2 separate regions of the Bombyx mori genome follow, and region 1 is linked to region 2. A link is a contact called in public Hi-C data. All regions are on one chromosome and are shown on one strand. The core of a region is the stretch at or near the end of the contact, and the rest is flanking DNA. Distances in the headings are between cores, read along the strand shown.

Region 1 (5,323 bases), core at 2-2,501, 62 kb before region 2:
AGATGCCACCTCCGCCGAGACTCAGGTGTGGTTGTCCCGACAACGGTTCATGCAACACGCCGCCACGTTCGCGAACTTTTCCGGGGCTGATCTGCTGAGGTGAATCAATGTTCTTGATTGTAAATACTAACTGATATGATATAAAAAAGAAATGGTGCGTTTGGAACTTGGTGCACTTGAAAGAAGTGACAGATAGGCAGCGGCTTGGCTCTGCCTCTGTCATTGCTGATGTCCATAAGAAAACAACCTCTTCGCCATTTATATAATATATTTTTAAATTATATATAGAAAAATAAATATATACATTTTTTATATCGTTCATTAAAAATAAAATATTAAATCAAACATAAGAATCTTCTAACTGTCTAAGAATCTTTCAGTAATTATAATATAATTAAAATTATGAAGTCATAAAAATTTTAATACCTTTTAATTAATTTGGTATCAAGTCGAGGCAAAGCATTAGTTTACTTTCCCGGGATAAAACGTAACTGTCACTCTCCTGACTGAATATTATCACTTTAAAACAATCATGTCTGTCCCTTACGACGTGAAATAAATACAAACAAACAAATTATATAGATAGTAAATATATGTCACAATATTTTTCTTTGCAATCTGTAAATAAACACTACTTTCATTCTCAGACTATCCCGTGATGACATTATCCAGATCGTCGGACTGGCTGATGGCATACGTCTGTTCAACGCACTTCACGCCAAGTAAGTATGAACTATACATGTATTTTATATACCTACTAACTTTAACTTAAGGGAGCTATTATAACATGACGAGCTGTATAGGCAAGTTGATGGGCCTGAGACATTTTGCTAGCATCTGTCTCACACTCACACAAGAGAGTGCTTTGATGCATCTACATACTGTTCGAAATCACCACCCACTAAGAAGATGAAGGGTTGTCCCTATGGGTTATAAATATCACATAAATTCCTATATCATAAATACAAAGACACCCACTATGAAGATCTGGTGTTATATCGTGAAACTTCCAATGTCATAAATACGAATACTCCAAGTGTGAGATTTTTAATTATTAATTAAAAGAATTGATTAGACGTTGAACATGAACAAAAATATATCATCAAAACTTGTTGTTAGTAAAGGTGTACTCTTCATTCATTCATTCATGTCTAATTAGTTAAGTAGAGTTACTGTATTCTCCACAACACTATATATCCGCAGACGCATCTCGCCGCGCCTCACCCTGTACGTGTGCCCGCCCTCCTCCGACGTGCACTGCGCGCTCTACCTGCACGCGTGTCGCGCGCACGAGCTGGTGCACAAGCTGAACGCGCTGCAGGGAGCCGGCAGCAAGGTAATGTCGACATTTAAACGGTAGGCAGTGGCTTGGCTCTGCCCCTGGCATTGCTGAAGTCCATGGGCGGCGGTAACCACTCACCATCAGGTGGGCCGTATGCTCGTCTGCCCACAAGGGCAATAAAAAAAAATACACTGCGCGCTCTAGCTGCACACGAGCCAAAATTAAAAACACGTCTCTAAGCCATTAACTAACGAACAAAGTCCAGTAATTATGCCCTAAACACGTAATTGCGGATCCTCCTGATCCACTAACGGTGCTTTTAGGTACCCCAAGTACCGGTTACCGTCCTCGCTGAACCCGTTGCTTGCAACGAAGGGCTCGACAAGTAAACTAACCCATAGACACAGCCCACTGGTTTCTCGCCGGATCTTGTCAGTGGGTCGCGTTTCTGATCCAATGGTAGATACTGTGAAAAACTGCTCTTGCTAGGGTCAGTATTAGCAACACTCCCAGTTTGACCGCTCAGGTTACTAGAATAAGATAAGAAAAAAAACGTAACGATTGATTTATTTTATTTGCAGGATTGCGAAACCGTATTGGTGTCCGGTCCGAACGGCGCTCGCGTCCGCCTCACCGACGAGCTGGTGCGACATCTGCCAGACAACTCGACTTATCGCCTCAAGAGACTCGAAGACTGCAATGCTCTGCTCCTAAGCGCCACCACCGGCAACTGACAAACCAAGATGAACTGTCTGTGTTTGGGAGTGGACCATACAACATTATTCAATTGTCATCGGTTCACGATTCGTCTGCAATCCTGATCATCATCAGTGTGTAATGCGTAAGAACACGATAAAAAACAAACGTGTGGCACTCGGGAACTGCCGCGGTAAAGCTATTGCATAGCATTTTTTATCAACTTATGCAATTATAATTAGACAATGATAATTTAATATTAAAACAATAATAAAACAAACCACGCTATATTAAACATTAATAAAACCAAAATCTAGACTGTCCCCTTCACACTCATAAGCTAGATCGCGCGAGAGAGAGATGGGCAGACTTTCATGATGCGCATGTAGTGTGACGTCACGCCACGCGCTTATTCACAAACACTACACAAGCGCAACGTGTGAATGTGTTGAACGTGAGCTACATGGTAGGCGGAGTGAGGGGTGTAAGGTTTTTTTCGTTACGGATTTTCATGATTCGGTCGCCGCGCTCAAGGCCCGCGATAAAAGCTATGCAATAGCTTAAAAAAAAGAAAGGATTGTGTGGTTTTATGAAAGCACGGTAAAAGTGAAACTTTTTTTCACATTATAGACATATAACTGACAAACAACATTTACATTAAACACTGACAAAAACAAAAACAAAATAGCGTGGAGCACTGGTACAAATGAGTTATAGTCTATACACTACACGGTCAGCTGCTGCGAACTATAGGCGCCGCCATATTGGCCTTGGCTGCTCTGACGAGCGCCTTTCACTGTATCCCTACTCCGCGGCTGACCGTCACGCGACATGCAACACACAGACGAAAAAATTTGAGACGATGTAATAAAAGTTTCACTTTAATAACTGTGTTAAGTAATTAAGACGCCGGTACTTTTAATATCATTAATAATGGCTGAAGACTACCATTCTGCGTCTTATCTTCCACTCTCAGCTTACGGTTTGATGGCAGGAAAGCCTGTTTTATAAAACAATTATGATTTCGATTAAGAGGGATGTGTGGCAGCTTATAGTGTCTACAGACAGACCTATGAGAACACGTGGTTGGACCTGATTTGGACTGCACGTCTATCAGATTCGACAATCAAGTCTGCGTACACATTGTGTAAGCCATTGATGATACAAGTTCTAAGCAATTAAGTTTATTATCTTGGGACTTTACAAACGATTTGTTCTAGTTGGAACATTTTAATGAGTGTGTGATGATGGATAGTGAACATTTAAAGTGGGACGGGTTGTCTACAGTTAGAATGATCACTAAAAAGGGGCCAGTACATATACAATTGTGTCTTATATTTCACACTAATTCTTCACCACATATTTTTACTAAAAAAATTATGTTATACTCTTATATATTTGTGCAGCTGAGAATATTTTAATTAGTTTTGTGTTTAGAATTTGAAGGTATTATTGTATGTTGATTATAATCCATACATGAGTCGTCTATTATCAAAGGTGGCAATCTGTGCATTTGGACAAAAAAAAATTATTGATATGTCAATACAGATTGATTTGAATATAATCATCTCCTTCAAAGAATACGGTTCAAAACCTGCATTAAATAAAGGTTAATACTTAACCTGTTATTTATCTAAGATGTCGTTCAGAAGAGTTTTGTGACTGCCAATGGAATACAAAGTCAATAATTCGTTTTTCTGATTTACCAATCATTGTCCAAAAGTCAGATTGCCGGCTTTGATAATAGTCGACTCACATGTTTGATGTTTTATAACAAAAATATTCTCATCTGCGTAAAGTTTAGTTTTAAGATTTAATATTGTGCAATTTATTATTATTATTATTATTAGGTTATAAAAATGCGTTGTCATACAATCTGTTTTTAAGGCAGACCATAAAACTATTCGTTATTTAGAGAAATAATTATTATTTGTTAAGCGTCTGAACCTTTATCGGACGTAGGTGAAAGCCATGGTATATCATATAATTTATAAGTTCTTATAAAGATTTAAATGTAAAATAAGTCTTAGTAAATTAAGCATCATAGAAATTTTTATTTTTTTTATAGAGAATGAGAAGAAGTCTTTGTAAAGACATTAAATATAGATCTATAGTCGGATTTTTAATTAGACGAAGCCAGGTGACAGTAGCTAATGTCACTTTGTGAAATAATGTTGCTATATTTAAAGTAATAGTGATGCGTTCAGTTCTCGTTCAATCACATGAATGAACAATGAGTGTGAAGAGTTAATCATTAATTTCAAAGTATAAAAGAATATTATTTATATTTTACAATAAAATTGTATTAAAGTGCTCCAATATATGTTACTAGTAGTATGTAACTACAATCAGTTTTTTTATTTTCATTACCTACCTATAATTGTTATATTTTATACGTCTATAATTTCAACTATATGATGTATTAGAAATAGGACAGTCTTACAAGCTTCCTCGCAATGTTTTTCTTAATGTTTAAAACACTCGGTATTCAGTACAGGTAGATACTATAGGAACATAATATTTCGTCGAAAACTCGTTGGTATGTACAAAGCACGCCTAAAATTCGAACCCCGTACTCGATATCGGCAATTCGACACACCAACTATTCACTAGACAATCGAGGCAATTTCATTAATTCAGGAGTTTTTTCAATCGTTCACTTTGTCACAACACTATTTTATTTCATCAAAAACTGACAACACAGTAAACGTCAGTTGACTTCGTCTAATAAAAAATCCGACTATATCTTATATTATTTTGTAATTTCTCTACATATTGAGATACTTGTTGCTTCCTTGAACAACGTAAAATTTGTGAGGACAAAAATATATATTCAATAAAACTCACAAATTGAGATGATTTCTAAATATATCTTGAATGCCTAAAATTTTGGTTAAAAAATATTTTTTAAGTTTGGTAGCTATAACCTGACGTTGTTATTTTATTTAGTTTGCATGTTTTTTAACTATAAAGGTTTATGTTCAAAGAATACACTATAAAAAAATGTTTTTGGCAAATCTAAAATTTCAATATAGTGTTTCGGTAACTAATTTAATTGGTTGGTATTTTAATGGTCGAAGCATTGTTCCTATGCATATTTCACTGTAGTGCTCCCTGTTAGAACAGATATGTTATCGGTTTGGGACAATTTATTCATTTGTTAGTTGATGGCTTGTTCGTTCCATTGACTGTATGTATTGTATATTATTTATCAATGTTCCAAGTTCCGACACTACAAAGCTCCATGTAACAAACATAATAATATCGACGCTTGAAAGGCAAACGTGACTAAGCGACAATGCTTGAACTTTACAGTAGACTAATTTAAAGTTGAAATACCTGAAA
Region 2 (5,045 bases), core at 1,994-4,493:
GGTGGTAGTCTGTACCATGCGGTCCGTGCCATGATCGAGCACTGTGGAGGAACGTCACATGTGGTCGCGTCACAGTAAAGCGTTTCGGTTTGAAGGGCGGGGCAGCCGTTGTAACTATATTTGAGACCTTAGAACTTATATCTCAAGGTGGGTGGCGTATTTACGTTGTAGATGTCTATGGCCTCTAGTAACCACTTAACATCAGGTGTGAGCTCGTCCAACCATCTAAGCAATAAAAAAATAAATAAAAAACGTATCATCAGCGGACGATGTACAGTAGGCGCGCGAGTTCATGTCCTTCCTGAGGAATGCGGTAGTGCTGTGACATAGTTAATTATGGTAATGTCGATAATAACTACCGATTTAGATAACATGATGAGGACGAGCTCACGGCCCACCTGGTGTTAAGTGATTTATCACAAGTACACTAATTATGTTTCCAGGGGATTTCTCAGTTTTATGCTCGATCCAAGCACCGTCAGGCGAGCGTTGGATGTCAGGGGATTTCCTGGCCCCGGACAGAGTCCTCGTCTGGTCAACCGAAGGCAAGGGATATCTTTATAAGCTACCCGCCAAGTAAGTGTGAAAAACTTGTCAACCTACCCTCAAAACTAATCCCGTTAGAAAAGAAAGTTATTTAAAAAGAAAGATACATCTTTGTCATTTATTTGGATTAATAAAAAGATAACATTAATGAGTAATTAATAAGATAAGTGAATTGATTAAAGCATGTCTACTAAAATATGTAACTGACTGATAGAGACTGTAATTAGAAAAATGAATTAATACAAGCTTCCGAGCCAATAATAAATTTTATATGCTAATATAATCACAGTACGAAAGCTAAACGTGTAATCATTAAAAGGTAACATTAAAACGTGGCATGAAGAATCATTTAAAATCATTAGTTTATCATCGGAGCACAATGACGCCTCTGTATGTGTTTTTTTTTTAATTTTTTTTTAATATAAATAAAATTTCCACAGACTAAACATACATTCGTTCGTGTTTGGAAACATAGATTTTACATTTTAAAGTTAAAAAAAAAGACTCAATAAAAACCTAATGGTTTCAAATTTTATTTTGATTTAGTAACAATGAATAATTGAAAAGAAAATAAAAAATATATTTGAATTTTTACTACAGGGTTTCACAGCCAAATAGAAAAAAAAAAAACAGAAGCCCTGACATAAATCAAATAAACTTCTAAATAAGTTGATTGTTTGTAATCTTGTAACACCATAAGCATACATAACATTAACCGATGCAAAGCAAATCCCGACAGGGGCTCAACTATCACTGAAACCCGCCCTTAACTGGCAATACTGAAACATTAACACCTTCATTATTTTTTTGTTATAGCAAACTGCGTGGAAAAGCTATCAATAGGTCAGCATAATTATGATTATAAACCGTTCATTATCGAATTGCTTTTAAACCATTCGAAAATAACACAATGTGAATTCTGGTTGGTTTATATTTGAAAAATCTAATATTGTTTTTTTTTTAATTTTGTCTACATATCGAAATATTGCTAGTGAGTTTTACATTATGGTCAAGGTATTTTAGGCATATCACTTATTACATTGTTAAGAGAAGATAGTGCCAAATTCCCTATACGTTTTGTAAGAAGCCGGTGCGATTACGGTGCATTGATACTAGATGGCGTTATTTAATTTTTTAAACTAATTGCGGCTTACATTATCTGTGTCGAGTGTCGAGAAAAATTCATAGGAAAGATTATGATGTTTAATTTGAAATCAAATAAAGTCAGCACTGAAACCTTTTTTTTATTGCTTAGATTGGTGGACGAGCTCACAGCCCACCTGGTGTTAAGTGGTTACTGGAGCCCATAGACATCACGCAAATGCGCCACCCACCTTGAGATATAAGTTCTAAGGTCTCAAGTATAGTTACAACGGCTGCCCCACCCTTCAAACCGAAACGCATTACTGGTTCACGGCAGAAATAGGCAAGTTGGTGGTACCCACCCGCGTGAACTAACAAGATGTCCTACCACCCTATACATAGTGTTAGAAGTAAGAAGCACCGTCTTAGTGTATTGAAAAGTGTCCGCCGAAAAGGAGCTAAATAAGGTGGCGCCACTGTAGCAAGTGGAAGACTTTTAAAAACAGCGCTACAAACTACCACACCTCATTTCGATCCAGCACACTTCACTCTGTTTAAATAGAATATCCAATTCTTACACTAACGCTTTTTCGATGAGTCTTGCAACACTTTTTCAATTTGAATCTTATAAAAATGACGCTCTTTACCTCTACCCTCCAGCCCGGTCATAGTTCTCGTCGAACCCGTCACTTGCGACGAAGGGCTCGACGAGTAAATTAACCCTCAGACACAGCCCACTGAGTTTCTTGCCGGATCTTCTCAGCGGGTCGCGTTTCCGATCCGGTGGTAGATTCTGCGAAGCACGGCCCTTGCTAGGGTGCTAGCAACGTCGTCAGGCTTGAACCCCGTGAGCTCACCTACTAGTTAAGGTTACGCTGAAATAGCCTCTCAAGGTTCTCAGCTTAGGTAGGAAAAAAATCTACCTCCATAAAACTACTGAACAGCTTCGATATGGTCGTCTATTCTGTGCCAGTGTTTTTTTTTGTTAAAGTTTTAGGCACTGCATTTTGGTTTACTGTGACCATAAATACATACTTTTCTTCGAAGCCAGCATACAATTTTAAGCTTACGTTTTTTCACGAAGACACGTAGGCTTATGGGGTGACTTGAATCCATAGATATAACAAACGCTGTCGCATACCGGCAAAGTTCTATTAACATTAACATCCATTGTTTTATACATATAAATAATTCAGATACTTTATTTTTATTTTTATTATCATCGCGATAGTTACGCCGCGTCTTCTCTTGACTGTATACTACCTTCAACTGCTTGGATCGATTCAAGAAGTTTCACAGTAAAAATCGATGTTTAAACGCAATTCGATACGGAAAGGGTCTTACAGTTTTTGTAGGTGAATTGTGTTGATTTAAATAAAAGTATTAAGTTCTGTAAAATCATGGAAGAGGCTCATTAAGGCTCACATAGTGTAAAAGTTCCTAAACGTCACAAAGGGAAAGCCTCCAATTTTATTATACCATTGTTGTTCCACACTTCAAACGGGCACGGGGATCGCTTTGCAGCCTAATTAGGCAGAATGGTGGAGTATACCAGTGCACGCCTTGTCGTCTTTAAAATAAAAGCATACGCACATATTTCTTTATGTTGGTACCTACCCGATGAACAATAACTGTCAGATCCTTTTCCTACAACGGATTAGGAATTTATTTTGCCTACACTTATTAAGTGTGCTTTGTAAGTTTCAAATTTTATTTTTAGTTCACGATTCACAAGTGAATAGATCTGTTACAGAATAACTTTGGTTGATGATGTATTTAGTGTCTTGTTCGGTTTTCGCGATTTTTAGACGCCATTAGGATTACTGTTTCGGTTTAGTTTCGCGTGTTTTTTTTTAATGTCTATATATTGTTTTTGACGTTTCGGATACTTCCGAGAAATTGCATTTTAACGAAGACGCATTGTATTGTAGAGTCATCTCATTTTAGCCAATGTAACACGAGCAGGAAGGGTGATAGTCCATATCGAGGACTGATAGGATATTTAGTTTAAGTGACATTTTTGCAAATTTACAGGAGACCCATTTAAAGTTTATACATAATTTAAAAAAAATTATCATATCCAAAAAAACATCTTCAGCTATTTGAATGTACTAAACTTAATTGAAGTTCTATTGATAATATCGAACTGTTGATCATCATCATCATCATAATTTCCTACTACCCTCCGCTGGGGTGAAGGGCTCGAATCAAATCCTTCCATTTACATCGGTCTTGGGCAGTCTGTTCCAGCTCTTGCTACGTCATGCCCAAGACGGTTCGAAGGGTGGGGTAGCCGTTGTAACTATACTTGAGACCTTAGAACTTATATCTCAAGGTGGGTGGCGCATTTACGTCGTAGATGTCTATGGGTTCCAGTAACCACTTAAAACCAGGTAGACTGTGAGCTCGTCCACCAATCAAAGCGATAAAAAAAAAGTCACCTAGCTCCTGCTCCACCGAGCGACGCTAAGTTTTTTTTTTATTGCCCTTGTAGGCAGACGAGCATACGGCCCACCTGATGGTGAGTGGTTACCGTCGCCCATGGACTTCAGCAATGCCAGGGGCAGAGCCAAGCCGCTGCCTACAAATGCCTATACGTTGTTCTGGGGCGGTCTCTCTTCCTTCTTCTTTCTTCCTCTGTTGATGCTAATACCAAAATAAAACGCACCTTTAAGTTATAAAGAGAAATGTCGCTTAAAGGAAATAGCCTTTTAGTCCTCAATATTATTAGTAATAGGTGCCATCACCCTTGCATCATGATAACGTAATTATTAGTATTATACTTCAGTCAGCGGACGATCGGGTTGTTGTTCGTCGACATTTGAATATTTTGCTAACTACCCTCTTAATAGTGAAATTAAAATAACAAACGCGCGAGATTAAACCGTAAAAGTAGCTTTAATTGTCGAGAGGATAGTCTCATTTTGATGTCGCAAATAGTCCCATTCGAGTAGTGACGAGAGTGAGAGAGTTTGTTGGTATCAAAGATTGTGCCGGATTTTTAGGGGGATTTTTAAAAATGGCAACATTAATAATCAGCTGATGCTCTAGGTCAGGAATGGCGGACCTTCAAAGATAAACGTGTAATTTTTTTCGTCTAAAAAACAAACAAGGGATAACTTTTGAGAAAATTATGAAATTAAATAATAAAAAAAAAAGATTCATTTTGCACGCATATGACATAGATACGTTGCGGTTGTACGTGTGATTTCAGACGTAATACGAGTATTAGTGATGTCAAATTCTTTGTATTAGGGTTGGCAGATTTTTTGTAGCGGAAGAAATTTTGTTAATTTTATTCGTTTGAATAAAACGACTCGCAGGTAGTCATGAAGTCATTGTGGCCCAAATTTAAAGGCGGGCTCGTGGTCATTCGCAAATTATTAGGGTTGTGTCGGTACGAGCAGTGCCATCTG

The links. A called contact is a pair of places that touch in the nucleus more often than the background predicts.
Region 1: a Hi-C map of posterior silk gland shows a contact between it and region 2, with 1.8 times the contacts expected there. The contact joins two enhancer-like sites. A contact is called at or near these places in 3 of 7 Hi-C or Micro-C datasets (midgut, posterior silk gland and whole pupa).

What each region holds. Positions count from the first base shown.
Region 1 is chr2:6,034,534-6,039,856 of ASM3026992v2, reverse strand. It overlaps LOC101735982 (transcription factor CP2-like protein 1), which reads left to right. Exons shown (of 19, transcript XM_062672825.1): 16 at 1-99; 17 at 648-722; 18 at 1,204-1,336; 19 at 1,864-5,323. The coding sequence ends at 2,016. All of the region lies in intron 3 of LOC134200481 (a long non-coding RNA gene), which reads right to left. Among protein-coding and RNA genes, the nearest start is that of LOC119629367, 6.7 kb to the left of the region's middle. Within about 2 kb of position 1,251, at least 5 of the 8 cell types and tissues checked have open chromatin away from gene starts, as enhancers often do.
Region 2 is chr2:5,974,364-5,979,408 of ASM3026992v2, reverse strand. LOC110384750 (WD repeat-containing protein 7) reads left to right here. Exons shown (of 35, transcript XM_038017619.2): 7 at 444-576; 8 at 1,363-1,389. The region is part of intron 3 of LOC134200481 (a long non-coding RNA gene); the gene reads right to left. Among protein-coding and RNA genes, the nearest start is that of LOC110384750, 9.0 kb to the left of the region's middle. Within about 2 kb of position 3,243, at least 1 of the 8 cell types and tissues checked has open chromatin away from gene starts, as enhancers often do.